Regions from separate parts of the Zea mays genome. Here region 1 is linked to region 2. Evidence: chromatin contacts called from public Hi-C data. All regions are on one chromosome and are shown on one strand. Each heading gives the region's core, a stretch centred on a gene start, on an enhancer-like site or on the middle of the called end of the contact. The rest is flanking DNA. Distances are from core to core; before and after follow the strand shown. Region 1 holds the start of LOC103637649 (metalloendoproteinase 1-MMP). Region 2 holds the start of LOC100194247.

Region 1 (3,053 bases), core at 120-2,619, 410 kb before region 2:
GCACGCCGAGCGGTCCGTCGAAGGGGATCCCATCACCGTGGCTGCCCACGTAGAAGCCCACCCTGATGTCGGCCGCCTCGTAGTCTTCGGTCTCGACGAAGCCCACGGGGATGACCCGCGCCCACCGCGCGAACGCGCGCCGGAACACCGCGCGCACGGTCCCGGCAGGCAGGTAGTCGACGGTGGCGGTCGGCGAGATGGCGTACGTGAGCACGAGCGGGTCCGGCTGCGTCCACCGCGGCTCACCCTTGAAGAACGTGAACCGGCTGACGGCGCCGTCCGGGCTCGCCGCCGCCGACCCCGAGAGGGATACCGGCACAGCGTGGCCGCCGTCGCCGACGCCGCAGCGCGGGGCCATGATCCGGTCCAGCGTGGTGGAGTCGAGCTGCCCCGTGACCGGCAGGCTAAGCATGGACTGGTACCGCCGTACGGCGGCCTCCATGTGCGCGTCGAACGCGTCCGTCGTCGGCTCGTGCTCCGCCCCCGCCCCAGGCATGTACCCGAACCTCGCCAGGTAGCGCTTGAGCTCGCCGAGGCCCTCAACGTGGCTGCCTCGCCGCGCGTCCAGCAGCTGCTTGAACGAGCGCCACGCGGTGCCGTCCTGCCGGTGAACCGTCGCCGTCACGGGCCCGTCGGCGGTCACGTGGACCAAGGAGACGGGGAGGGGGCCAAGCAACAGGAACAGCACCGATACGATACGAGGCGCGCGCGACATGGCAGCATCAGAGCCAAGCAAGCTGCCCCGTTAGGCTATGCGCGGGGCGGGCGGTTATTCCCGTTGCAGGCCGGCCTAGTTGTCGCGGAGGCGGCAAAGAATTTTGTGCTCGCCGCACGAGACGAAACTAAAAGGCTGCGGTGCGGATAGGGGAAGCGGGTCAGACGATGGCGCCCCGGTTGGCCATCGGCTGACCTCGTCGTCTCCTGGCCAGACTCCAAAGGCGTTCTTCGACACGTAAACGACGGGTCACAATTCAGTTCAACCAGGCGTGCCAAAGGCGTCCGCGAAGACCAGCGACTTCATGCGTCGTTAGAAGGTAGTACATGGCAGCAGAGTTCAGAGACGGGTTTGACGGCTAATCCGGAGACAAACTGGGCACCAAGAAGCAGAACACCGGCTGATGGTTTTAGGTGCAGTTTCTCGGGCTTCGCTCGTTCGGATCGACAAGTGATAAAAAACAAAACTCGGGTACGATCAAGCATGTTTTAGTGAGGAAAGGTGTCGGATTTTTAAACTGACCCAGATTTTTATTGATTGGCTCTGGGTCTGTGATGGTGAAGGATGGGATGTATTGTGGATGGGCTTGTCGAATGACGTTGCCACACGAAAGCCAAGTCGAAAGCGAAAGGTCTCTGATTGAGGCATTGAGCTACTTAGAGCATCTCCAAAAGGATACTAAAAATTTTTCCCCCAAAACTGATTATTAGCGGCAAACAAAAACTTATTAGCGGCAGGCTAAGATTTTACTCCAGCAGTTCCCCAAATAGAAAACTAAAATGAAAAGTGGACCAGCTAAAAAAGCCCAGAGCATGTAGTAGTCCATATTTGCATCAGTCCTGTTAGTATTTTCCCACAACCTGGTTGTAGGACACCTACGCTCATGCATTAGGATAAATGGAGTATACGAATACACCACACACTAGAAATAGTATATGAATACAACAACACAGTTCCCTTGAAATATGCCAAATTTAGTATGTCAAAAACATAATGTGTACAAGATAAGTACAAATTCAACATACATATTTATTTCTTTCGGTAAAAGACCTACAGAATGAGTGAACAATGAAGTGCCTTCCTATCTAAGATTGGTACCTAAAAGTGCTTCGTTATTCATCTGGCAAACAATTGAAAAATACTAATGAATCACGTTAGCTGCTCTTGTTCAATTATTCTTACAACTAATTTGAGACATCAGTTGACAAACAACATCAGGATCAGGTTCAGTAAGCTAAACATAAAAATTCTTCAACATCATCTTTTATGCATTTCAGTCTTATAGACTCACAAATTTAGACTTGCAGAATGACAAAATTAGAGATAGACTCACACATTATTCAAGCGACTGTGTTCTAAAATTATTTTGAAGAGCCAGTGTGCAATGATTGAATGATGCAGCAACTGATTATCTGTAATGTCCATGTTGCCATTTAGCTATAAGACAACGATTGGCAAGAAAATTTGCAGTCACCGTCATTATTAATTTAATAATTAGTCCTACAAATCAATCTAACATGCTACAAGAAGCAAAAGTGAATCTGACATCCAACTTCTTCACTCGAGGTTTTAGACCCAAAAAAATTTGTATCTTGGAACGCTCCTCCTCTGTCAGAATCCAGAGCTTCATCGTCGGCTAAATGCCATGTAGGATCCTCCACATCCTGTAACGTACAGTCACGATGAGAACAGCAGTATCCCTTGCGGGAAGCATCACACCGGCCACCACCGCCTCCTCTCCGGTCGACCGTCGTGCTTGTCGAATCCTCGAACGCCACCACCTCCTCTCCAGGCCACCGTTGCCGCTTGCCGCCTCGACCACGACAATTGCGCACGTGAGAAAAAAAACGTGGGAGCACTGACGGATTGGGGAGGAATGCTCACGCGAAAATATGCGGGAGCGAAGGTCGCCGATGAGGGATGCGAAATTTTTCGGAGGTGGATATAGGTGCCGTTGGAACCAGCAAAATTAGTTTTTTCCCCTAATATATTTTTGGGGTAAGTTTGAATCTTCTTTTGGAGTTGCTCTTGTCAGTTAGTACTTATGTGTAAATAACCATAATGTCCCGTTTGTTCACTTTCATTTTAAGGAATTGGAATCATACTAATGGAATAGACTATTTTTTTAGAATGTGATATTCCACCACTTTCCAAAATTATCCTATAAGTCTATCTCAAATTCATGGGGTGAGAGATGAAAATTGATTCTATAGATTTACATGCTATTTTTCCGATGTACAACTTATAGCGCACTCTTCTAATTGTTTCGCTATGACATAATTGTAGTATATAACTATCTCTCTCGTATGATTTTGGATAATATAGAAATATATTACAT
Region 2 (2,943 bases), core at 247-2,746:
CATTTTCAAAGATTAAGAACTTGAAAAATAGATTTGTCTCGCAGCATCAACTCCTGAACGGTATGTACTAATTATTGTAATTTTATAATTTGTATCGACTTATTTTTAGGCTACATATTTCATGAATGTTTAAATTATATCTTGTTTTTTGTGTCATATTAAACATCAATTATATTTTTTGTTTGGTTTAAAAAATTTTATAACCTTAGCTTAGTAGCCCCCTCTTGGATCAATCCTGGATCCGCCACTGAGTAACGGTACTCTTTCCATTCCAAACTATGTCATCCTAGCTAACTTGGTTGGGGAAATGGAGTGTGTGATATACATCTCGAATTTGACCAAACTTATATAATAAAATAATGATGATGATATTATAAATCTTTGTGATTTATTTTGATGGCTTTGATTAAATCTAAAATATCTTGACTCTCGCAAAAAAAAAAACCATTCATGTTCTAATTTGAAACGGAGGAAGTGTATGGAGTAGGAGGGATGTCCCTTGCATAATCCCCTGTCTTGGGCAACTGTGTATTTGAGCTGGCATCAAGCTTGACAAACTAGCTGTCAATAATGGAAACAAAAATAGAAAAAATAAAAATATATGCCTGGATTTCGATGCCGGTGGTTTCACAGCTGTCATTTTATTAGACAGCTGAATTTCCATGCATGCCCAATCCAGACAAACTCGAGAGCACTGTATATGCAAATGAGCAATCTACAGCTAACCTGAGTGTCACGTGAGATGCGCGAGTTAGCGGCAAAGCAACTCCCACGAAGGAGAAAACAAAAACTGAGGAGGTGGCAAACGGCCGATGAGTCAGCCGGCCATACCTGCGCCGGGAAATCCCGGAAATGCCTATGGCCAGGAGACAGCGCGCTGGACGCCCGGCCAATGGCCCGATCGAGCATGACCCGGACAGACCTCTCCTGACGCAAATGCAGCTGCAGCTGCCTAACCTGCCAGAACTCATAAACAGCTAGTTACTAGACGAGCAGACCCAGATCAGAGACGGCGAGGGGGTGTTCTTGATGTCCTCACGTCGTTCTCCAGGGACACGCGGTGGTTCGGCGACGCGTTGGGCCGTTGATCCCGCGGCGGCCCCGGGTGGACGGAGCACCCCTCCGGAGTCGCGTAAGGCTTCCTCGCGTCCGGCGGGTTCTGGCAGTGAATTCAACGAGGAAAGCTAGCCCTGTCAGCACTAAGAAACCCACGCCCTCCCGTGATGCGTGCAGTGCAGTGACAGCGACGACGACGTACGAACCTTGGACGAGCATGGAGCGGTGACGGCAGGCTGTGCTTGGCCGCCGCATTGCTCCACGGCGCCGCGCGACGATCCTTGCTGCCGGCCGGCCACCATTTCTTCTCCCTCGTGCTCCACCTTTTCTTCTTCCTGGCCTGCGCCGGCCATGGATGATCTCGGCGACGGCGTGCCAAGCCCAAGCGTCTAGAGAGCGAGCGCTGCTGCCGAGTAGCTGGCCACTGCTACATCGCACGCGTCCATCCGGAAGCTGCTAGCCGCGCGCTATATGGGCAGAGATGAGCAGTAGCAGGCAGGCAGGCAGGCAAAGAGCATCCTGCGCGCAGGGCCGCCGCGTAATTCGGTGTGGGTGTGTGGCAGTGGCAGTGGCACTGGTGGTGGTGAATGGTGGTGGAGGGAGAAACGGGAGTGGCATGCACTGAGCACTGCACAGCGAACAGGGGGAGGAGGATTGATGGCGAGGGAGGGGAGTAACTACGCTGCCGGGAGGCGGTGGGTGGGGGTGGGGGTTCGGACGAGAAGGATGATCCCAAGGAGAAGAGTTGAGGTTGGTGGGTGAGCCGCGTTAATGACTGCGCTGCCCCCGCACTCAGGTCTGGTACCTCTCAAAACTGGGCGACGTTCTACTGGTACGGTTGACTAGGGACGAAGGGGGTTGCCGCTGCTTGCTGCTACTACTGTTTTTAGTGCGAGTGCCACTGCCCACTGTGCCTAACATCCTTGACCAGCATCAAGAGAGTCGAATTTTGCATGTATATTTGTCGTTTTGGCCCTCCAAACCAGAAATAATCAATAGGGATGGACTCCATAGCTTATGCCTGTCATGGACATGATGTAGCCCTCTCCTCTCGTCAATCATCAAACTCTTTCTGATGCATTCCTCTTGACCGTTTGGAGCTGCAGCTGCCTAGTGGATTCTTCACCAAACGCTGCCACCACAACATGCAACGACCGTGGGCGTGGAATGCCGTCATGCGGCTATATACTGGCGAAGTGGCAGAGGATCACGAAGGAGGTAGGTGACGTTATGAATGTCGAAGTTAATGAGACCCTCTCCCTCGCCTACTTGCCTGCCTCACGTCCTACGTGTGCCTGCCTGTCTGGTGACTGACTGTCACATGTTGACTTTGGTGGAGCATACGCGCACATATTTTTCTCCCTGTCTACCCATGCGATCAACCGCTGTTGTTACCGAGTAGTCGAGTACCGACTACCGATTGAACAAGCCAGGACAAGAGCTACTCCCAGTAGGCCACACAGCCTTGCGTTTGCATGCGCCTTTCATGAAGCTGATTTATTATGGCAAGGGTTAAAGCTGAGCCCGTACGACGAGCAACTATTTCTGAACAAGACACGTTCCAAATTTGCGTTGCTATTTACTGATGACTCGTCGTGTCATGTTTGGGTGTTTCCGTGTTTGATTTTACATGACTAAAGTTTAGTTTAAATGTCACTATTAAATATAGTAGTATAAAAACTAATTACACATGTAAGACTAAACGATGAGATAAATTTATTAAGCATAATTAATCTATGACTAGTAAATATTTACTATAGCTTCACATAGCTGAATCATAAACTACTTATTAGACTTTTATTGTGTTATTTAGTCTTCATTTATGGCACACCCGGTTTTAAGGCCAACCCCAGGTACGTCTTATATGTGCGACAAACAAGATCAACA

The links. Hi-C and Micro-C count contacts between places; a contact is called where the count stands out from the background.
Region 1: a Hi-C map of tassel shows a contact between it and region 2, with 2.2 times the contacts expected there. The contact joins the promoter of LOC103637649 here to the promoter of LOC100194247 in region 2. A contact is called at or near these places in 2 of 25 Hi-C or Micro-C datasets (ear and tassel).

Annotation. Positions count from the first base shown.
Region 1 is chr1:91,890,606-91,893,658 of Zm-B73-REFERENCE-NAM-5.0, reverse strand. It overlaps LOC103637649 (metalloendoproteinase 1-MMP), which reads right to left and starts at 1,369. Exons shown (of 1, transcript XM_008660099.4): 1 at 1-1,369. The coding sequence starts at 715.
Region 2 is chr1:91,485,443-91,488,385 of Zm-B73-REFERENCE-NAM-5.0, reverse strand. It overlaps LOC100194247, which reads right to left and starts at 1,496. Exons shown (of 10, transcript NM_001139288.2): 1 at 1,263-1,496; 2 at 1,040-1,159; 3 at 832-957. The coding sequence starts at 1,409.